2 separate regions of the Sus scrofa genome follow, and region 1 is linked to region 2. A link is a contact called in public Hi-C data. All regions are on one chromosome and are shown on one strand. Each heading gives the region's core, a stretch centred on a gene start, on an enhancer-like site or on the middle of the called end of the contact. The rest is flanking DNA. Distances are from core to core; before and after follow the strand shown.

Region 1 (6,073 bases), core at 1,391-3,890, 240 kb before region 2:
CTGCTGAATGGCAAAGTGATTCAGTTACATACACACAAACACACATTCTTTTTTTTTTAAATATTCTTTTCCATTATGGTTTATCAGAGGACAGTGAATATAGTTCTCTGTGCTATACAGTAGGACCTTGTTTTACCCTCTCCATGTATAATAGCTTACATCTGCTAACTTTTCTTTTTTAAAAAATAAAAGTGGTCATTTAAAGGAAAACTGCTGCAAGTAAAACATGAAAAGTTGCAAATTCAATTAACATAGGACTTGTTTTAATCTTGTTCTAAGGGCTCCTACTTCAACTGCCTTCCTTTCCTTATTTGATTGAATTATGTTGAAATAAGGACTAAGTAACTGATACAATTATTTCAAAGGAGGCACCTATGGAGTTCCCATCGTGGCACAGCAGAAACGAATCTGACTAGGAATCATGAGGTTGCAAGTTCGATCCCTGGCCTCGCTCAGTGGGTTAAGGATCCAGTGTTGGCGGTTGCCGTGAGCTGTGGCATAGGTCGAAGACGAGGCTCAGGTCTTGCATTGCTGTGGCTGTGGTGTAGGCCGGCAGTTGTAGCTCCGATTAGACCCCTAGCCTGGGAACATCCATATGCCGCGGGTATGGCCCTGAAAAGACAAGACAAAAAAAAAAAAAAAAAAAACTCTCTTCTAGAGTGTGTAGAGTGGCTCTCTTTTTATGCCTGCTAGCACCAGAAGTGATCTCCCAACATTACTGCCCTTCCAGGAAAATGAGATTTATTTGCCTAAAAAGCAAAAAACTAAAAAAAATTTTTAAAAAGGAGGCACCTATACATAAATCTTGTTACTTAGCATACTCACCTTAAATCATTAATTTTTTATAAAAGGTAATGTATTTCATGGGTAGTTTTACAACTTTATTGAAGAGTAAGTTACATATAATAAAACATACCCACCGGGACTTGAGGGAGCTTTCTAGGATGGTGGATATTCATATCTTCATCCGAATATTGGTTATACAAGTGTATACATTTGTCAAAACTCATTAAACAGATGCATAACAATCTGTACATTTTCTTTAATGTAAATTGTATCTTGACTTTAAAAATTACAAATAGAAGATTTATGACCTACTTTCCAAAATGCTATAGGTTCTGCATAGAAAATTTAATGTTGAATGCTATGTACAAACTGTGATTACACCATAGATATACCGATTTTAATACAAAACAAACTGACGAAACAAGCCACCCCCTCACCCTGCACCTACCACAGTGCTGTTTGAACCACAGTGGGTTTAGGTTCAGGGGTGGGCTGAGATTGAGGATATGAGCAATTCGACTCTTTTTCAAATAAGGAATACATGCTTTGGATCTGAAAGCAAAAGAAAACACCAGTCAAGTTAATAGCCTTCTAACAGCTTCATCACTTTTCTAAGTTATATTTTAAACTACTTCTGCAGAGAAACTAAACTTGCTCAGTAATCTACAGCGTACTTTTTTGTTTTGTTTTTTTCACGTTTCTGGATTAAAGATAGGAAAAGCAACTCATATTCATCCTTTGAAGCTTTGCTTAATGGCCTGACAATATGATCTGCTTGATGAAAGTAATCCAATCCTTGGCCCTAAATCTAACTAAGGCTCTCCTCAACTACACATCCTTCCAAGTCAGACAGGCCTGGGTTCAAGCCTTCTTCTGCCCTTCACTCTGTGATGTTGGGCAAAATATACAGTATCCTAACTCTTGGTTTTCTCATTTGTCATTGTTGGTAATATTTGCTACCATCGAAGATTGACCAAGGGATTCAAATTAGGTGAAAAATATGATACAACAACGCATATCTTAAGCATGAAAAAAACCCTGCAATTATTAGTATTACGTTTTCTTGTTTTTTCATCTTAGTAGGTGTGGTATTCCTACCACACACTGGAACTGTAATTTAATAACATAACTCCCAATGCATTGCCAGATTTAATTTATACTGATATCTAATATAATATGCCTTTGGGAGCAATATTTAGTTTTTATATATTTTTAAAACCCATTCAAAAAGGTAGGTAATTTATTTTACAAAAGGCTCAGGTCCACAGAGTTCCCAAGTGCTACAGGTGCAACCAAATTAAAAAAAAAAAGAAAGAAAAAAAGGAGTTTCCGTTATGGCACAACAGTGACAGCAGCGTTTCTGCAGCACTGGGATGCAGGTTCAATCCTCAGTCCAGCACAATGGGTTAAAGGATCTTGTGTTTCCACAGCTGTGTCATAGGTCACAACTGCAGCTAGGATCTGATCCCCGGCCCCCTGGCCCGGGAACTCTATATGCAGCAGGGCAGCCAAAAAAAGGAAAAAAAAAAGACTCAGTTTCAATATTTTTAAATGTTTCATTACTAAGCTATAACATATATTTTAATCATGCATTGTAGCTTAATAATTTTACAGTTTTTAGTTTTATTTCACATTCAATAACTTCAACAACCTGCGAGTTCTCAGGTGGACTAGTGGTTAGGACTCAGCACTTTTACCACTGCAGCCTGGGTTCAATCCCTGGTCTGGGAACTGAGAGCCCACACCAAGCCACTGACACCATGGCCAAAAATATAAACCAAATACAATCAATACCACCGAAGAGTTTTTGTACATATTGGTTTTTCCATTCCAAAGGCACTTTGCACTTATGGGGGTGAGGTGGGGAGGGGCCAACAATCGCACAGCTAATATTCAATCCACAGTGAAGCTGTACCTCAAAGCATCAATAGGAAACAAACAGCCTACTCCAAGCAGTAAGATCATATTTCATACTCAAAGGAGAGGGTTCATTTAATTTACATTATAAACATGAGCTTCTCTTTTGATCTATGACACAAAACCTCTCCACCTGCACTTTGTTCGTCTGGCCCTCAGCATTACTAATCCTAATCAGGTACATTTCTCATGGCGACATACCCTATCTTATACGGTATATTGAAAACTCTTAGCGCCACGCTTAGATACTAATACTTTGAGCCTAATAAGATAGTTAAGTTTATTGGAAACTTACTGTGTGCTAGGCATTGCACTTACTAGTTACTACTTTCACATGAATTATTTTACTTAACCAGGGTTGTAAGCTCAAAGGTCTATAGGGCATCCGAGTTAATGAATAAAGTGAACTGGGTACAGGAAAGATCAACTGTTCAGAAATACAATCGAACATTACTGAATTTCTACAAGTATTTAACATGACACAAACACATATAATACTAGAGATTATATATTTAATTAAAACTTAGAAATATAAGGATCTGCCTCCTAGCTTCTCCGTCTTCCAAACTTGTTTCTCTAAATCACTAAAATACAAGTCACAGACCACACAGCCCTGGGCACCAGGGATCAGGAAAGAGCACCAGATCCTTGCAGAATCCTCCAAATAGGTCAGTTCTTTGGACTTTCTCCTACTCCCTCCCTGAGAATGCTTCTCAGGCTTCCCTGAGAAAACAATCTATACTTACCTTCTATGAATGAAATGAGTGTCACCAGACAAAAAACCAAAACAAATTTAAATGGAAATATTTCACTCTGAGTTTCTCTTTTATAACTTATGCCTTTCATAGAAGGCCAAAAATCTGACAGCCTTTTTTGGTCCAAAGGTCAAAGTCAGGTCTTTCATTTGGCGTTGCAATAGGAGGCCCTTAATTGGGGACAATATATATTTTTATTTAAAAATAGCCGTTAATAAATGTAGGCACATTCAACAGTGAATAGAATCTTTCCTTTGAAAAACAGTTTTCTTTTAGGGCATCTATTCCTGAGACACTTATAGACATTACTCCAATGGACTCATATTCAGTTTTTAGTAGCTTAGCACCATATAGCTTATATATTCCACTTGTAGTTCTTCAACTACGCAGCTGATACTGCAGTAGCATTCAACTACAGTAGTACTCACTGATAAAGGCAATTTAAAAAGGTTAGTTCACTTTTCTACATCAGGATTTTTTTTTTTTTGGCCGCACCCACGACATGTGGAAGTTCCTGGGCCAAACCCAAGCCACAGCAGTGACCTGAGCTGCTGCAGTGATAATGCAGAATCCTTAACCTGGGGTGCCACAAGAGGACTTCAGGACTTGTGTTTGTTTTATTTTTAACTGAACCTTCAAATCTACGAATAGGAGTATAGTATAGGCCATCTTTTTCATTTCTAGGAAATGACCTGAGTATAGGAAAGAGGCCAAACTGTTCTTGCCAAATGGGTTTTCCAAAGACATAATTTCACAAGAAAGGAGCAATGAGAATCATACATTTGTGGCGTTTCTGTTGTGGTGCAGTGGAAACGAACCCGACTAGTATTGATGAGGATACGGGTTTGATCCCTGGTCTCACTCAGTGGGTCAGGAATCCGGCGTTGCTGTGGCTGTGGTGTAGGCCAGCAGCAGCAGCTCCGATTTGACCCCTAGCCTGGGAACTTCCATATGCCGCAGGTGTGGCCCTAAAAAAGCAAAAAAAAAACACAATACAATAAAAAGAGCCATATATTTGTTTCCATAAGTCATAATGTCAGCTAAAAAAGCAAGTCTTAGTCCTAACCTTTACTTGGGAACCGGGGTGAGAATTTTCTCCCAGGTGGCAAAAAAGAACTGATTTCTTTCTAATGAAAAACAAAATCTGTTCAACAATACACTGACTACACAGCCTTGTCAAAGAATCACCACATCTGTACTCAACATGAGTAAAAGCACTGAACTGTCTGTGGTTCAAACCATGGAGGTGTATTTAGTTCTTAGAATTCATAACACGTTTTTAACAAGAGCAATTCTAAGTGAACAATACAATGAACAAACTTAATTTCTGCATTTCTGTGAAACACTTCTACATTAGTTTATACTTTAATAAGTCTGTTTTTGTTTTTGTCTTTTGGCACCCCACAGCCTACGGAGGTCCCTGGCCAGGGATCAGATCTGAGCCACAGCTGCAATCCATGCAGCAGCTGTGGCAACGCTGGATCCTTAAACCCTCTGTGCCAGGCCAGGGATCAAACACTGCCAACTCTGTTGTGCCACAGGAGGAACTCCAGATTGTAATAAGTTTAAAGTTAACACTGTCCATCACAGCAACACTGTCTACAGCTATGATCACTACATTAGACAAATTCACATTAAACTTTCTAAGACATTTCTCAGTACTTAACAAATCATTTCCTGATGTTCATGTCATAAGTATCCCGTCTAAAAAACTTTAATCACGTCAAAATTCTCCTGACATCATAAATAAATATAACTAGGTGGGTAGAATATTTATATTTGTGACTTTGTCATCAACAATAGACACTGCCACAAATAAATGTTTTCAGACATCAAGACCTTCTAAGTTTTAATTCAACCTGCTAAGCAATACTATCCCTGGTTAGGTTTATATTTTTATTTATTTATTTTTTTTTTTTTTGTGCTATTTCTTGGGCCGCTCCAGCGGCATATGGAGGTTCCCAGGCTAGGGGTCTAATCGGAGCTGTAGCTGCCAGCCTACGCCAGAGCCACAGCAACACGGTATCCGAGTCGCGTCTGCAACCTACACCACAGCTCACGGCAACACCGGATTGTTAACCCACTGAGCAAGGGCAGGGACCGAACCCGCAACCTCATGGTTCCTAGTCGGATTCGTTAACCACTGCGCCACGACGGGAACTCCCAGGTTTATATTTTTAAACACTTGTTTGTTTGGGGTTTTTTGCCTTTTGTCTTTTAGGGCTGCACCCAAGGCAAATGGAGGTTCCCAGGCTAGGGGTCGAATTGGAGCAGTTGCTGCCGGCCGGTGCCAGAGCCACAGCAATGCCAGATAAAAGCCATGTCTGCGACCTACACCACAGCTCACGGAAACACCGGATCCTTAGCCCACTGAGTGAAGCCAGGAATCGAACCCGCAACCTCATGGTTCCCAGTCAGATTCATTTCTGCTGTGTCACAACAGGAACTCCCCTAAACACCTTTTAATGAGTGTTTACATTCAAAATTCTTTCACAAAGTTATCAGCTGTAAAAGATTTTGATGCAGAGATAATTTCTTCATGTAACACATAACTGTATCACACAGCAGTATTGTTAATTTTATTTGAAAAAAGCACAAACTTTACTGAAATGTTA
Region 2 (6,515 bases), core at 2,884-5,383:
CCGCACGCGGTCCTGGTGGGCAATCACAGCTCCAGCCTGGGTGGTGTGGCTCACTACGTCTGTCAAGAGGGCTTTGAGAGCTCTGGAGGAAAGATCACTTCCGTTTGCACAGGGAAAGGCACCTGGAGAGCAAGTGCTTTCACGTGTACAGGTATAGACTCCATTCTGCAGGGCTTCTGGCTCCTGGAAGCAAAACAGCCAGCGGGAGCATACAGCCTAAAGACTTGGATTGCTCACTCTGTGTACTGTGCCTGGCTGTGCCATTTACCTGGGCAGGCACCTGGCTTTGGGTTTGTCAGCTAAATCCTCAAGATTTACAGGGTGGATTGGGAAAATAAGTTGGATCGAAAGTTTTATGTATCCATCTTTTGAAACTCACCTTAAATCACAGTGATTCCTGTCTCTTCCGCTTGGTGGGCTGAGAAATTTTTCTCCATGACTCATATTCTCAAGGGGGCATACTTACAAGTCCTAATTTAGCACATGTTGACAGTTTTTCAGAGGAAAGATGGTATAATGTATAGCAAGATTTTGTCATGTTTATTTTTGATCATGGTAAACTATACATGACATAAAATCTACCATCTCAATGATTTTGCAGTGTGAAGTAGGTTCATGTTGTGCAGCCTGTCGCCAGAACTTTTTCATCTTGAAAAACTGAAACTGTTAGACAGTAACTCCCTACTTTCCCCTCCCCACAGCTTCTGGCACCACCGTTCTGCTTTCTGTTTCTGTGAGGGTTTTTGTGTGTGTGTGTGCATGTGCGTGTTTGTTTTCTTCTAGGGCCGCAGATGTGGCATATGCAAGTTCCCAGGCTAAGGGTCGAATGGGAACTATAGTTGCCAGCTTCCACCGCAGTCACAGCAACGCTAGATCTGAGCCACGTCTGCAACCTACAGCTCACGGCAACACCAGATCCTTAACCCACTGAGTGGGGCCGGGGCTGGAACCTGCATCCTCACGGATACTAGTTGGGTTTATTTCCACTGAGCCACAACGGGAATTCCTCTAGGAGTTTGACTGATTGACCTCATGTAAGCATAATTATGTAGTGTTTGTCTTTTTGTGACTGGTTTATTTCACTTAATGTGTACTCCAGGTTTACATTGTCACAGATGGGGGGATTTCCTTCTTTTCATGGCTGCATACTATTCTGCTGTGTATATACCACATTTTGCTTATCCATTCATCCATTGATGGACAGTTATGTTACTTCCACCTTTTGGTTATTGTGAATAATGCTGCTATGAGCCTGGGCTTACAAATATCTCTTTGAGACCCTGCTTTCAATTCTTTTGGCTATATACCCACAAATGCCATTACTGGGTGAAAAGGAGTTTTGAGACGTCAAATTCTAGCAGTTCCATGTGCTAGCTGTGTGGCACCAGGCAAGGCATTATTCTTCCAGTGCCTCAGTTTCCTCATCTATAAAACGGTGAAAATAAAGTCTGCTTTTCCTACTTAGTTGTTGAGAGAGAATCACATGAGATAATCTATGGGGAGCATTTTGAAAAGCTTAAAGCACTGTGCACATTTTAGGTTTTTTGGTTTGTTTTTTATTTTAGGGCTGCACCCATGGCACATGGAAGTGCCCAGGAGAGGGGATCAGAGCTGTAGCTGCTGGCTTACACCACAGCCTCAGCCACGCCAGATCCGAGCCGAATCTGCGAGCTACACCACAGCTCATGACAATGCCGGATCCTTAACGCACGGAGCAAGGCCAAGGATCGAACCTGCATCCTCATGGATGCTAGTCAGATTCTTTCACTGAAATTATTTTGCTTGAGAGGATGTTCTTGTGAGTCACAAGTGTGCACCTCCACATGTTTTATTTCACATCTCCGCGTCCAAGAACCAAGGTGGGAAAAGGCAATGATTCTTATGTTTGTGATGATTGGCCAGGGGTGTGACAAGTGGTCGTCACCTGGTCTCGAATGCCTCTGGGGATTTATTTCCAGATATTGACTTGCTTGGCTCTGAAGACAGATCCCTGAAGAGTAAAATCTCAAGGGGGCTTTGGTCTGGGTCTGTGGCTTGTAGCAGAATTATGAAAGAGCGTTTTTGGTCTTGCCGATCAAAGTTTTCCACAGGAAGATCTAGCTGGAGCAAACACAATGCATGGACTCCTGGTGATTATTTGGCCAAGAGGGGATGGTTCATGGCCATTTGGGGGGTAGGAATTTGATGAAATCTATCCATTTCATCAATAGATATTTATTCAGCATATGCTGTGTATGAGGTACTTCACCGGACACTACCTTCTTGGAATTTACGGGGCAATGGGCTCAAGAGACTTTTCTGCAAAGAAAGGCACATGCACACATACGTGTAATATTTTACAAATTCAAGGTATTTATGAACCTGTGAAGTCCCGGGGTAAAGCATCTCTGGAGTGGATGACAGACTCAGCTCAGCTGCTGTCTGTGCCAAGCTCTTCCCACATTCAGTTATCTCCACCACAAAGGCAACAGGATGTAGGCGAGAGATTGCAATCATAGAAACAAAGTGTGGACATAGTGCAGTGCACGTGACCCGATTGCTGGGTGGGTAGTAGGAGAGGCTTCTGGACCTGGAGTGAGATCCAGTTTGACTATCTCTTAGGTCCATTGACTTGTCCAACTTGCACAGAGAATGACTTGTCCAACTTGCATAGAGAAGCAAGGGCAAACCCGTAACTAACCGGAAGGATGCCCAAGTCCCAGTCTTTATAATGGGGGAAATGGAGAAGAGCCAGTGCCATTTTGAACCAGACGGATAGTGGATCAAACTGTTCTTGCGCCTCTGAGAGGTATTTGGAGGAAGTGAGGCAGCTGCCTCATGGGTTGCTGAATTCAACATTTGGTGGGAGAGCAGGGCATCGCTTCTGAACCCTCAGGCATTTGCTTCATGGCTCAAGCTGCTGTGCCTTCATCATTCAGAACGATGGGGGTACCAGGATTAGTCCGTCACTCCGTGAACAACCAGGGGATCTGCATGGGGCAGAGTAAGCTATTAATTAGCTGATGCTTGTAGAGCACTTTGAAGAACAAACATGTTATGTAACCGCTAATTATAATTACCGACCTCCGCCTGCCACCTTTCACAACGTCTGTGGCTCCAGCTGCAGCTGTTTCCACGGGCTTATGCAAGCTTTGATTTAAGGAGAAAAAAGGCATTCTCCTTGAGAGCTGTGATCTTTCTGTGACGAGGCCTCTATGCCCTCAATCAAGATTGGCAGCTAAATTCAATTTCCGCCGTTAAAGAAGGTGATTTACATGCTGATTAATTCATGGCACAGTGCACATGATCCGATTGTTGGGTGGGTAGGTAGGAGAGGCTTCTGGAACTGTAGTGAGAGAGGCGGATTACCAGGGCTCTTGCTCAGCTGCCTCTTCCTTCTTTTTTCTGTTTTTCACCCATTTCTTCATAGTTCTCTTTCTCTCCAGCTCTCTGCGCATTTTATATTTATGTTCCTCAGTGTTCACTTCTGGGTTTTCCCCCCATTTTCTTCTTTCTTTCTGTCTGTCTGTCTGACTGTCTGTCTGTCTTTTCTTGGGCTGCACCCGCTGCATACGGAGGTTCCCAGGCTAGGGGTCGAATAGGAGCTACAGCTGCCGGCCCCCACCACAGCCACAGTAATGCCAGATCTGAGCCGTGTCTGTGACCTACACCACAGCTCAGGGCAACGCCGGATCCTTAACCCACTGAGCGAGGTCAGGGATCGAACGCGCAACCTCATGGTTCCTAGCTGGATTTGGGTTTCTGCCACGCCACAATGGGAACTCCGCCTTCTACTGTCCTGCCTAACTTCTGAATGCCTTTTACCCCAGTCCTCTGTTTTCCTTCTGTCTACCCCCTTTTACTACTTGAGTGTTGAGTTCCAAATTGGGTGAAATGATTTATCTTCTTGTTACATGGGGTTTTTTAGTTAAAAATATTTTTGGAGTCCCAATTTCTTTGGCCTCGTATCACAGGTATGTATATGTTTTTAATGGAGTATGAACTCCAGCAAGGTGTTTTTTTTTTTTTTTTTTTTTTTTTTTTTTTTTTTTTTTTAAGGCTGGTTTAGACTGGAAACTCCAGACAGCTAAGAATTAGGCAATTACTTGAGTGTCTGGAAAAACCCCAGGTGGAAGCTTGATGTTCAGTGAGTCGGTTCACCTCAAGATCAAAGAGACTGATTCATTCTTGATAAGACTGTCCCTGGCTTTCATTCTGCACAGGTCATTTGGCTTTTTGTGTTTAGAATCTGAGTTAATAATTATGAAGTCGACGCTCACTCACTGCAGGCTCTGAGAAGAACCTCGTCTGTATTGAAACACAGACTGTTTGACGGCTGGGATCCTTTCTGAGCCCCCTCACCCGGCTCAGGCACAGAGTCCAAATGCCTCCAGATCTCCTGGTAGCTTTTGTCCCTTCTGGGTTTTTTTCTTGTTGATCTTCCTCTTCAGCTCAGTGGGTGATCACTTGCAGCGAAACCTATTTCAGATAGAAGAGAAAGGTCAGCCAGAATAAATGCCCACATTTATGCAAATAGCCACATGGCTGGGATTTGTTTGAATATGTGTATAATGTTTAGACGTCAAGCATTATAGCTGCCATTGATCAGGTACTGACTGAAACGCCCACGGCTCAGCTAAGAGGCTTGATGCTTGATTTCACTTTGTCCTCAGAAAAACCCTGTGAAGTACTTACTGTCATTTTCATTTCAGAGCTGAGTAATCTGAGACTCATAAAAGTTAAGCAACTTTCACAGAGTCATTGAGCAACTGGCAAACGGCAGAGCCAGAATTTGAATTCAGGTCTTTAAGCCTGGCAAGCCTGCCATCTCTTGCTTACCAGAGTTCCCCGAGCTTGAATTATTTGTAGAACACCCGGGTAATGTTTGCCAGAACAAAAAAGTTATTTATTTTATAAGTTTCTTAAAACAACTTTATTTAAGAACATTTAAAAAAATTAAAGTATAGTTGATTTATATGTTGTATTAGTTTCTGGCGTACAGCAAAGTGATTCAGTTATACATACATATATATATATATATACATTCACATGTGTATGAATATATATATATTCTTTTTCATATTTTTTCTTTTCTTTTCTTTTGTCTTTTTAGGGCCATACTCACGGCACATGGGGGTTCCCAGGAGAGGGGTCGAATTGCCAGCCTACACCACAGTCACAGCAACTCGAGCCACGACAGGAACTCCATATTCTTTTTGATTATGGTTTATTACAGGATATTGAATATAATTCCCTGTGCTATACAGTAGGACCTTGTTGTTTATCTATTTTATGTGTAGTATTTTGTATTTACTAACCCCAGACTCCCAACTTATCCCTTCTCTGCCTCCTTTCCATTTTGGTAACTGTAAGTTTGTTTTCTATGTCTGTGAATCTCTTTCTTTTTTGGAAATAAGTTATTTGTATCATATTTTAGATCCCACATATATGTGATATCATATGGTATTTGTCTGTCTCTTTCTGACTTACTTCACTTAGTATGATAATCTCTAGGTCCATCCATGTTGCTGCAAATGGCATTATTTCATTCTTTTTTTTTTTTTTTTTTTCTAGGGCTGCACCTGCAGCATAGGGAAAGTTCCCAGGCTAGGGGTTGAATCGGAGCGGTAGCTGCCAGCCTAGCCACAGCCATAGCAACTCAGGATCTGAGGCGTTTTGGTGACCTATACCACAGCTGCTGGCAATGCCAGATCCTTAACCCACTGGTCGAGGTCAGGGATTGAACCTGCATCTTCATGGATACTAGTTGGATTCGTTACTGCTTAGCCACCATGGGAACTCCTTTTTAAAACATTCTTTTTATGGTTGAGTAATATTCCATTGTGTATTCATGTGCCACATCCTTTTCATCCATTCCTCTGTGATGGACATTTAGGTTGCTTCCATGTCTTGGCTATTGTATGTAGTGCTGCTGTGGATGTAGGAGTGCATGTATCTTTTCAGATTAGTTTCGTTCAGATATATGCCTGGGAGTGGTGTTGCTGAATCTTATGGCAGCTCTATTTTTAGTTTTTCGAGGTACCTCTACATTGTTTTTCATAGTGGATGCACCAATTTACATTCCCACCAACAGTGTGAGAGGGTTCCCTTTCTCCACATCCTCTTCAGCATTTGTTATTTGTAGACTTTTTAATGATGGCCATTCTGACCTGAAAACAACGTATATTTAAAACTTAAATTTATAATTTAAATTTGTTGATAAAGGACAACTTTCTAATGTATGCGATATCATGAATTTGAGGAACGCCTAGTTTTTTTTTTCAAATACACACAAAAATCAACACAAATTGAACATATAAAAATGTATTCATGTGCCACCAAAAATCACCTTAAAGTGTACAGTGCATTTTAGGAAAGCACTACTCTAAGCCATGCTATTTTATGTGATCCTAAAGCCGTAAAAACAAGAAAAGAAACATAGCAGAACTCTTATGGCTCAACATGCATTTATTCAAAGTTGTCACCTTGGGAAGCCAAACCCTTACTTCAGTGATGCTGCTGTTATCAACGTGTGT

The links. A called contact is a pair of places that touch in the nucleus more often than the background predicts.
Region 1: a contact with region 2 is called in a Hi-C map of liver, with 5 times the contacts expected there. The contact joins two enhancer-like sites. A contact is called at or near these places in 1 of 47 Hi-C or Micro-C datasets (liver) and 1 of 2 datasets of contacts at active chromatin or transcription factors (alveolar macrophages).

Annotation. Positions count from the first base shown.
Region 1 is chr1:253,142,293-253,148,365 of Sscrofa11.1, reverse strand. HSDL2 (hydroxysteroid dehydrogenase like 2) reads right to left here. Exons shown (of 11, transcript NM_001197021.2): 5 at 1,235-1,338. Among named protein-coding and RNA genes, the nearest start is that of HSDL2, 21 kb to the right of the region's middle. Within about 2 kb of position 2,640, at least 9 of the 83 cell types and tissues checked have an H3K27ac peak or open chromatin away from gene starts, as enhancers often do. A contact at or near this core is called in liver, where this site is marked.
Region 2 is chr1:252,904,054-252,910,568 of Sscrofa11.1, reverse strand. SUSD1 (sushi domain-containing protein 1) reads left to right here. Exons shown (of 16, transcript XR_002337296.1): 6 at 1-151. Among named protein-coding and RNA genes, the nearest start is that of SUSD1, 49 kb to the left of the region's middle. Within about 2 kb of position 4,133, at least 25 of the 83 cell types and tissues checked have an H3K27ac peak or open chromatin away from gene starts, as enhancers often do. A contact at or near this core is called in liver, where this site is marked.